Linked DNA regions of Bicyclus anynana: region 1 is linked to region 2. Evidence: chromatin contacts called from public Hi-C data. All regions are on one chromosome and are shown on one strand. The core of a region is the stretch at or near the end of the contact, and the rest is flanking DNA. Distances in the headings are between cores, read along the strand shown.

Region 1 (5,834 bases), core at 58-2,557, 46 kb after region 2:
TCATGCCAGCAGCGCTGCAGGCATGTGGGTATATCGGACCGTCGGTGAGTAGCATTAGCGCACTGCAGACTTGACGGTAAACTTGATCCGTGATCGTGAGTGGCTGGCTTATAGTCCGAGAGCTGGTCGACATTTTTAACAAGATATTTGAGGCATGCAAAAAAAATTGTCTTTTGTGTGTATATTTATATTATACCTACTACCCTAACAGACTGCACTGGTGACCTGGCTGGGTTATAGTAGGGATAAATCAACCTTTAGGTACATGAAGATTAAAATTTTATTTTTAATTGCATAAAAAATTCAATTAAAAATAAAATCTCCCTTTAAATTGCTATTTAAAAAGTAACTCCAAAGGTCTTAAACTCTGTGTTATACCCAGTAGGTATAGAAAAAGTAGCAATAGGCCAAAGTTTTCAGCTTGTCTCAAATTAAATAATAGCTATCGAAAAATGTCGAACAGCTGTCCACTTATAAATGACACCCTGTTACGGGACCGGACTCAAATCTGAGAAGCATGAGGTTCGGTATTCATATTGCATTCGACTAACTGCGATGCGAGAAAAAAGAAAAATTATGGTCATGTGATATGTCTTTATACATGGCTAATTAAAAAAAACTCAAAAGCATTAAAATATTATCCTTTAATGAAATGCCATTTAATATTTATAGCTTGAAAGGTTAGCAAAAAAGGCGACACTTACCACAAAAATATTTTCGATAATATGTTTGCATTATCGTGCGGATTTTTTTCTTTGAGTACAACTTTTGAATCCATCTTGCACTGGAGTTAGAAATCTATAAGTCCAAAAAAATAGACACAGATTCCCAAATCTTATTTTAAAGTTAAACAGTAACTATTTTTCTGAGTCAGCACAAACTTCAATAAATTTTAATCAAAAAATATTTGAGTTTTAATCACATTATTACACTTTAAGCACTTAGACCACAATACACACAACATAGTTTATTAATATTCCTCATAAATATCACTTGCTCTTGTTTAAATCGGAAATCACTTATGTGTCACGCAGATCACTGATCTCAGTACAATTTTTGGTATTGCATTGCGTAATGAGGTGGCAATTCGATAGTTTTTTGAGAAACAATAATACGAACGTTTATTAGGCGCCGCGATAATATATTTTATAAGAATTGTAAGTAGCTACAGTGAATAAGTACGACGGAATATAAGTCCAGTATGAATAACAATATCACAGATAAGTACGGGAATATCAGGCCAGTACATTTGTTTGAGCGAACGTCGTCGCGCCGCGTCGCGCGTAAACTGAACAACTGACTGAATTCACGCGGCGGCGAAGCGCCGAGCGAAGTACAGACAGACGGGCAGTGTTGCTGTTGAATGTTCACATATCGCTCTTTATAACTCCACATCCCGATTTTGCGGAATCATGATTACTAAGTATTTAATGTGTATTATATAATATACACTTAAACCAGATGGTCAGCATGCAATATACCTATCAATATATACAAAACAGTTGGATTAGTTACATTATTTCAAACTGCAATACTAATGCCTAGTTCGGACTACTTTAGTATTTTAGTGGAGTATATACCTACCTATATATGTAATTTTTTTGGATTTACCGCCCAAAAATTGTTCGTACTCGACTAAAATAATAAAGTAGTCCGAACTAGGCCCTACGGTTTGAACAAATCTTGTTTTTTATTGACATAGATAGTTTTATATAATAGATACCTATGTCTTGTAAATTCTGTTTTTACCAAATCCTAGTGTGTTCTGTTCCAGGGTTCAAATTATCTGTACCTATACCTACGAATATTTATCAAAATCGATTCAGCTATGAAAAATTAACAAACAAACAGACAGAGTTTTCATTTATTATTATACTTACACCTACCTACTTAATGTGTATTTAAACATAGTAAGCTCCTCCCGGCTTTCATAATTACAGTCTCTTTTGGAAGAAAAATTGAAAGGAGGAAACGTAACTTCTCGGGGACGGAGTCGCTGGCGCCCGCTAGTTATGATATTTAAAAATCACACCTACCACAAAATGTTATCTACTTACCAATAAAGTCAATCATTGCTAGTGACGGGACGATTTATTCTTTTTTGGTCTATCAATAACCACTTGACGTTTACGTAGGTAGATAAGGTAACTACTCACGAAAGTTTTCACAAGTCATTCATTACATTTTGTATGATTACAAATCAAGGGGTGTAAGGGGGAGGCTAGTACCAGTCAGCCAACCAAATGCCAACCTCACCTGCTCGTGGAGCACCCCGCAGACTGACTTTGGCAACCGATTTGTGGCGGTATAAGTTAAATCGGTTGCCAAAGTAAAAATCCAACCAGTTTCGAATGGTTATACGGTATAACCATTCGAAACTGGTTGGACTTTTTTAAATGGCACAGGCTGGTGTCAGGCAGCAGCGAAACCGGTGCGGAAAAAATCCAGCCATTCGAATGCATGGCCAGCGTGGTAATTCTTTGGGCATTAACATTTATGGATACAGGCAAAAACAAACAGCCCCTAGTGCCCCGGAGGCCCTGCTATTCGAGAAGTTCTACGAACCGTTATACTCAAAAGCCTGTTGACAATTTGGGCAAGGATCCCAGAGCTAAACTGACACGACACTATACCGAAGATATCCCTCCGGGATATCAGCCAGCCTATCAGCCTATATGAGATTAGTATGACTCTCAAACAATTTAAGAACAACAAGGAACCTGGTGCTCGCTGAATCACACCAGAACTCCTGAAAGACCACATACTCGTAAAATACATACGCTGAGGCAGGTTACCATAGGCGTATATCCTAGATACGTCAATGCAGGTTATACAAAACCCCGAAGAGTATTACCAACCACGTTGCTTGGCGTTTGATGACCTATGACCCAGGCCCACCCTAGGAAAAGATTTTAGATACGCCAATGACTATGAGAAAGCCTTCGATCTGTGACGATCGATGTTGCTTACAATATTAATCTAAAAACTTAGTCTCAACTCCCACCTAAGCCACAGCCTAAGCTTACATCAGCAAGGCATCCCAGACTCTGCATTCATGACTCGTATGTATCATTCGTCATGCATTTATTATTCTCTACTTGAAGATACCGTCTCGGAAGACTTTCTGTGGTCGTTTCAAAATATTTTTTTAACCGACTTCAAAAAAAGGAGAAGGTCGACTCGTATGTTTTTTTTAACTCATAATTTTATTATTTTCAATTTTGAAATTTATTTATTTGTTTGAAAGAATATAATTTCAAATTGGTCCCATTTAATTTTCATGAAAATCGGTATAGTAATTTACAATTGTTACAATCAAAATAACTGAAGTTAGTCGGTTCCATTTTCATGTTAAAAAAATATTTTAGATAATTTTAATTAGGTACAATCAATAATTTTTTACATAGGTACCTACATAGACCTAAAAAGACCAAGTTAATCGCTGTAAAAATAAAGTAAAATGTTACCTATACCTACGTCTTAGACCATTGGTCTAAGCTATACGTATTACGTACATACGTTTTACTTTATTTTATCGTACGTAACGTAATATTAGGTAGGTACGTACTTGTACTATTATGTATAGGTAGGTACATAATTACTTACTGTGGTCATAACTACTTAGATTTCCTATACGATTCAGGTGTAGTCTCTAAAACTCGAAATGGTATCAGCACTGTTTCGTCTCGGCACCGGCCACCACTCACAGACTCTCTTCATATAGTCCGAGAGCTGGTGTACATTTTTGGGTAGGTACTATACTGACACTTGTACTTCTCATCATATGATACTGTAATGATGACCTAGCTGGGGATTAGTGCGGATTTTTTTACAATAAATATAGGTGCAACTGGTAAAACCAAATGAAAGTCCATCATGAATATACAATAATTTATTTATTTTGCTATTATCCGCGAAAAGCCGACGAACCAATGCGACAATTCTGGGCTAAGATACGATAACTATATAGCTGCGGTAGTACGTAATTGCTTTTACCGGTTAAAGATCTTGTACAAAATTCGTAATTACATCAGTCAAGAAGTACGTATTCACCTGGTGGAAAGCCTCATACTATCCAAATTAAATTATGCAGATGTAGGCCTCGTATCTTGGCCAGAACCAATAAGCTCATACAGCGGGTTCAAAATGCGTGTGCACGATACAGTTTCAGCATTCCTCCTCGAGCTCATGTCACTCCGTTTTTGAATAAGCATAATTTGCTAAAGATGAGGTCTAGGAGGAAAGTACATCTCGCTAGTATAGTTTTTGGTGTAATAAAGGATGGTAAGCCATTACACATGAGTCAGAAGCTTAACAGGATGTACCCGGACAGAGAGTAATTTAGATTCGCTCGTAAGCCTCTAAGCGTCCCTCGACATTGTTCAGCTGCTTTTAGGGGTAGTTTTAAATATGCCGCCACTCGCTGCTGGAATAATATTCCTCCGCCTATTCGTGATTCCAAAAGCAAATTTGCTTTTTGTAGAAAATTATGCTTGTATATAGTACACGGCATATTTATTTTTCTGGTCACGTATTTTATAATAGGCTAGTCGTCTATTCACATTTACAAACAGATATATTTGATATCTATTGACACCCGAGTTCAAATCTCTAGGATTCCAGGTACCTAATTAATAAATTAACAAACTTGTCTCTGACTTAGAATAATAAATAATAATTATAATTATCAATCAGCAAAAATCCTAGGACGAATGGAGCGCACATTGGACGTGTTTGAGGCATCTGGGTGTGCTCGTTAATTTGCTCTGTTTGGATAAAATGGACTCTAACGTGTCAGGGATTGCGTTCACAACCCGTACCGTACCATCAAATATTTTTTGTGACCAACTCACCGTACTGACATTACCTATAGGTACATTTAGAAATAAGAAAAACCTACCTACCTAGTACCTATAGGTACATTTAGAAATAAGAAAAACTCGAAGTCTGCGGTAGTCTCAACGAATTCCGAATTAAAATTACTCATTTCCACAGCCAACCAAATTGTTTGAGTGGCTACCCCTACAATATACCTACCCTACATATACCGAACCCCTACACTACCTCTACCCCAACCAAACTCTATTCTCTCGCAGTAGTAAAAATACGTATCACTTAAATTGGTCAATATTGTCTTTCTCATAATTAAGATTTTTATTGTTCCGTAAAACTATTTTTATAACACAAAACACAAACACAAAAGTTACTACATATGCTAAAATACGGAAGATGATAGATATGGTGTCGAGGCTTTTTTTTAATAAAAAAAACTTTTATAGATACATAATACCTTCGTGCATTGGTTTAAATATTATATGCAATTATGGCAGCGCATGTGTTTAACGCTGTTTTAAGTTTCAATCCGACCTGTGGCACAAAAATTCTGATATCCCGGCTAATATACATGATACCAATATAATATATAGTCTATAGAACTCCCCGATAATGTAGCATTCTACTGGTGAAATAATTTTTGAAATCTGATCAGTAGTTCCGAAGATTACCCCTTACAATGTATGCTACAAACTTACGAACTACCTGATTATAATAATAGTGTATAACTAGGTATAGATAATGTAAATAAGTATAAAATTGTGCATGTATGTGCTCAGTGGATTGGCTAAATTAAAACAAAATAATGATTACAATATAAATACATTTATTACACCTTCTAAATCTATAACACATTGCGAATATAATACAATAAATTATAAATAAAAATCCTAACTAAAATCTTAACTAGAATTTACTATAAAGACCTTTGTACTTTACGTACATGTTGACTTTTAGATTCTTTAAGGGCACATTCTAATTTATTTGTTAGATTCACCAAG
Region 2 (5,810 bases), core at 1,677-4,176:
ATAGGTTAGTTGACTCATATTAAATTTAATACAATATTAATTTTGCATAGTACATGGAATAAATATTCGAAATATATCGATATTAATTAATAAAAGTTAAGAATTTCTTATAATTTAAAAATCATGACGTAATTTTTCAAATTTTCCAAACGACAAAAACGTTGTGGTCTACTTTGTGACGTCACAATGTCACTTGATGTACTAAACTTCAAACTAATTGTTAACTAATATTTTTGTCAAACGCTCCGTTTGAAAGGGATTTGTTATGGTGACGTCATGAAACAGTTGAAATATAGACCATCATGGCTGACAGGCGTTTAGGCGCGTAGTGTCAAAAACATTTAAAAACTAAAATTATCATGTAATCACGTCATGTATGTAATCAAAAATATTTTTTTTTTTTAAATCTAGTAGATAATAAACTATTGCATTTTGCATTTGCAGTTGTTTCCGAGTAAGCAGGCATAAATAAACAGAAAAGAAACGAGAAATACAAACAAAAATGAGCTACAAATAAGCTACAAAAATGAGGTACCATCGAATGCGAAACAACATGATTCTCGGAAGTTGAACAATGTGTAGAGTGCGCGCACGATAAGTTTGCGCGTGGCCAAACTCAAAAGTGCCTCCATCTTGTCTATCTCATCTATCTCTTGGCAAACAAAAGAGATCACTATAGTCTAGCAAATTCGTTGATGACACTCCCATGATATACGGGCGACGGGGGAAAAGACTACGCGGGTGTGAAATAGTGCGGGCGGGGAGTTGAGGTGCATCAGTCGTGGATTTTTCATACATCGTTACACGCCCCCGGCCCGCGCGGACCATAGGGTATGTTACGAACGAAATTGCCAAGCTATAAAGCTGTCAATATAATTGCGCCGCCAGTCGCGCGCAGACTTATCTTGCGCGCACTTTACATATGCATATGTATAAGTAGGTATGTGACAATGTACACAAATCATGTTGTTTGTGTAACAGGAATTATCGGAACAAGGCAATGCAGGAGAAACGACGCCATGAGATTCTAAATAAATATAAAGTAATAATAATAAAGGCAAAGGTCTTTGCCCTTTGTTATGTTTTTTTTGCGACAAGCCGACAACCTTCGTTTTATTTAGACCTTTATTATCGCTGTCTCATACTTTAATAAATTGTTAAATTTGTTTTGCAGCTATGCAATATAAAAAACGATCAAGTATGTTATATAATAGACTTAATAAACTTTTGGGTATTTACCCCTTAAACTACTTTGACTGCAAGGGGAAGCTCTCTCCATGGTTACAAGGCCTTACCTATGATGAAACCGAAGATCTGTTAAACGTTATTAAATAAATTCCGAGTTAGTTAAGACAAAACAATAAACAGGAATATTAGATTGGATACACATTCCATTTCAGTTTCAATTACTCACACACACAAACACACACACACACACACACACACTCACACGCACATACACGCACACACGCACTTGTTCGCATGCTCATGCAAACAATTTTATTCTTATTTCTCACTTATTTTGCATGTTAGAATTGTAAGAAAATTATGTATTATTTGATTTATGTTAAAATTATTGTTTTTGTTTTATAATTATAATAATATTATAGTTAAGGAAGAGCGGGGCTTTCTGATACAGGTCTAGTACTTAATAGAAGGTCCCAGCCCAATCAGCTATGTAAACTTGATAAAACAATAAATTTTCATTTCATTCATTTCATTTCATTTCATTCATTTCAAATTTAGAGTTTTTATAAAGTAAAAATACTAACTTGTTAAAAAAAAAATGATTGAGATATTAAAGAAAAATGCAACAATAAATAAACTTGCGATGAACAATGGATTTTATTGTTCAAGGTTGGCTTTAGCAGCCTCAAGCGCTTTATCTATCTATGTCTTGAGGCATGCACCTCCGATTTTTCCCCAGACCGGATTCGAACCTATACCCTCCGGAATCGGAGGCAGAGGTCTTATCCACTGCGCTATCACGACTTACTACTAATACGAGTATAAACACAAAAACATCCATGTTCATTACACAAATATTTTTCAATTCCGGAAATCGAACTAACGGCCTCTCTGCCATGCAGAAGGCAGGGTCACTATTCACTGAGCCACTCAGCTGTCTAATAAATAATGTATTACTTTTTCATATTCTTACCTGCCCGTAGTAAGAATAATACATCCAACAATGGCTGCTCCCCAAACGTAAATAAAAAAGTTGTGATCTATCGGCGTTAGATAAACTTCCTCGATGTTTGAATCAGCGGAACCATTATTTATAGTAATGTTTGGAATTATTCTTTCTTCCTTCAGAGAGTCGTTGACGTGCGTCGCTTCTACGGTGTTCATCCTGAAATAAATTTATTTCTATCACAAATATCTTTATAATTATATAACAGTTTAGCTGATGTATTTTTCTCTTTAACTGCCTCGTTCCTCCTGATTCCTGTGTAGCTTATTCGTGACTTCGAATCATTAGGTCCATCCAAAGAGGAATTAGATATTATTTGTCTGTCGTTTTTTGAGGACTTGAGGGGGATGAGGTAAACTAACAAATCGACAATATTTAATTGTCGATTTGAAAAACTTGTGCACGCCAATAGTTGTATGAACTTCATCGAAATCAGTCAAGCAGTTTCCGAGGATTATGGCAACTAATGCTAGCACTAATGCACATGGTGAGTGGCTAGCGTAACAATGTGACACGAGAATTAATAAATAGAATGATGAAACAGTTCGTGTGACAGTTGTTGCATGTTGCGGGTGACAGTTGGTTTCAGTCTTGAAAGCTACGTATTAAGAACGTCATAAGGCAACTGTCACCCGCACCATGCTACAGCGCACATAGTATAATTACCAGTAAGTGAGCCACAGGTCGCTCACAGATGTGACGACTTGCGCAAGTATGACGGCCACGGAGGTGAAGAGCAGCATGCCCCAGCTGCCGCCCGCGTGGAAGTACTTCCAGTACACCGACCCCGACACGCGACCTTATGACAACGACATAGCAACTATAATCGCACACACACATTTTTTAATCCGAATCACAAGCAACTTTAAATAACAAAGAAACGATATAGTGCAATGTACCGATATCTTTATAAAATTGTCCCTAAGCTTTATTTGTACCTATTGTTCGTTTAACTTGGATTATTTCACACGCCAGATATTTTTTTTTCTATAAGACAGATATACATATTGTTTTAATTAGTTACATAGTCCAGATAATGTCGAGATAAAGAACTGTATCTATTATTTCTCTTCAATATGACTTTTAATGTATTTATTAGTATATTTTGATATGTATTATATTCATTGTTGTAGGTATTCGTGTAATATTGTTTAAGTATTAGGACTTAAATTATTTGTATGTATGTGTATTACTAATACTATGGTTATTATTGTTTTACGCCACCTGCTGATGTCCTTAAGTTTTCCTAAACCGAAGGTTGCCTGGAAGAAATCGCTACTTATCGATAGGGTCGCTTTTTGTATTTGTCTTTGTCTCTATCTAATGTCATCGGGTGAAATCATTTAAATTAACCCCGTCAAACGTAATGCTATTCGTCAAATATGTTCTGTGGTCAAAAACACAAGGAAAAGAGAGAGGGTAGACAGACAAAGAGGTCAAGCGATTAAAAGATCAGCTGCACTCATCGCGATAATGTTCGCTGCAATATTCGTGAAGGAGGAGCGAAGTACCTTGACTCACTAATCTCTATGTACCTACGTAGTAGGTATGTCAATAGTAGAAGACAACACTTAGGCTGCCTGTCTACCAGAGCTTAGCGAGGGCGCGTAGCGGAGTAATGGGGAGCGGAGTTGCAGACTATACTAAATAAATAAATGTTAAATTTAATTTATTTAACCCCGCTCCGTTTCCCCGCTCCGCTTACCGGTTTTATATGAAATTTATACTAGCTCGCAAGCCCCTGTCCACTTAAGAGGAACGGAGATTTTGTGCCATCCTATTGGTTAATATTTCTGTTTCTCAACTCCGCTGTCTCGCTCCGCTTCTCGGTGGACTGGCAACCTTACAATCCGTTCCTGCGGCAATATCGCTATACATTAGTTTCTTGCTATCCACTTATTATACACTAGCTGACGGCGCGTGGTTCCCGTTCCAGTAGGATACGGGGATAATATATAGCCTATAGTCTTCATCGATAAACGGGCTATCTAACACTGAAAGAATTTTTTTTATCAGACCAGTGGTTCCTGAGATTTGCGCGTTCAATCAAACAAACAAACTCTTCATCTTTATATTATTAGTATAGATATAAAATTGTTTTAGTATGGGAAAAATAACTAATATTTTAGCGCAGCAGCAAATATTTCAATTAGCCAGTTCTGCGCTGGCCCTCCGGCGTTATTGTGTTACTATATGATTTTTTGTTTCCAACAGCTTCTCTAGTACGTAGTACAGTACATAATTATTCAATGGCGAAGTGATTGTGTCTTCGCCCAAAGCACCCGAATATTCAAAAAATGTTGGCCACACATATCGCTATAGTCTATTTGCGTTATCACGAATGTGGCCTTGTTACCTAACATATTTTTTTAAATAGTTTCCGATAGTCCACATAAATAATTATTTTTAATATAACAATAATTAATACCTATACACGTTTGACCTAACCACACTAACTCAATGACGAGATTATTAGTGCGAGAAAATAAAATTATTGCCTAAAGTTGAATAAACTCAACATACTCTTATATTTTATACCTATACTGAATAGCTCCACGGTTAAGAGGTCCGACTAAAGTCCGAGAGATCCTAGGTTTGATACCCACGCAGCCAATGGAATTTTGTCGTAAGTATCCACACAACACTCTTCTTCTTTTTTCGTAAAAAGAAGAAGAAAGAAGAATACCAATCCTGTTTAAAAAATATATATCTTCATATTTATGAATAGGCTAGCGTTTGACGGCAATCAAGATGATAAGCGACGATGCAGTCTATAGTGGAAAATGTTTACCTAAAAGACGCCTATTGAATAATGACTTGAAGATATTGCAGTGATATTCTTTTTTATTCTTTACAAGTTAGCCCTTGACTTACAATCTCACCTGATGGTAAGTGATGATGCAGTCTAAGATGGAAGCGTGCTGATTCTTTAGAAGGTGGATAAAAATCCACACCTCTTTTCGGTTTCTACACGACATCGTACCGGAACAACGCTAAACCGCTTGGCGGTACTATCGGTATATCTTTGTAGTACCTACCTAGCAGTAGCGAAGAGTGGAATTTTGACGAAGATAAGCCGTCCCAAAGAAAAGAAAATTCATAACGCTTGAAACAAACTCCGGTTTTTCACACATCCATACATATTACATTTATATTCAATACAATAATGAATATTTATGTATGGAAAAGGTAACCCGGCGTGAATCGGCCTGTGTGGACTCTTCACCGCTGTTACCTAGATAAGTAACTTGTAAGGGTAGCTTGGCCCTGAAGGGGGAAGTTAAAATAGGCTGATAGTGATGAAAAATCTAGAAAATTCAATTGAACGAAGAAGCGGGTTTCGTTTGCTGATTTTACACCAATCAATCACGTACTCAACTACATACTCATCGCAAATTACAAATTACGTTATTATTGTTTGCTGTATAATATTATCTCTTAAACTAGGTTACGTACACATACATTATTATATCCATAAAAACACATAATGAGACAATTGCATCGCATTGTTTAGTGCATTTCTTGGTTACTTTATTATATACTAGCGGACGCCCGCGACTTCGTCCGCGTGAAACTCGATGTAAACTTTCAACTACCTCTACCCTACTCCTACCCT

Evidence for each region. A called contact is a pair of places that touch in the nucleus more often than the background predicts.
Region 1: a Hi-C map of whole body shows a contact between it and region 2, with 3 times the contacts expected there. The contact joins the promoter of LOC112047284 here to the enhancer-like site in region 2. A contact is called at or near these places in 2 of 2 Hi-C or Micro-C datasets (whole body and whole larva).

What each region holds. Positions count from the first base shown.
Region 1 is chr4:7,530,602-7,536,435 of ilBicAnyn1.1, forward strand. It overlaps LOC112047284 (ATP-binding cassette sub-family C member 4), which reads right to left and starts at 1,308. Exons shown (of 24, transcript XM_024084357.2): 1 at 705-1,308. The coding sequence starts at 778. It overlaps LOC112047281 (COMM domain-containing protein 2), which reads right to left. Exons shown (of 5, transcript XM_024084352.2): 5 at 5,643-5,834. The coding sequence ends at 5,750.
Region 2 is chr4:7,482,850-7,488,659 of ilBicAnyn1.1, forward strand. LOC112047284 (ATP-binding cassette sub-family C member 4) reads right to left here. Exons shown (of 24, transcript XM_024084357.2): 13 at 2,861-2,993; 14 at 2,162-2,353. Among protein-coding and RNA genes, the nearest start is that of LOC112047295, 26 kb to the left of the region's middle. Within about 2 kb of position 2,927, at least 7 of the 8 cell types and tissues checked have open chromatin away from gene starts, as enhancers often do.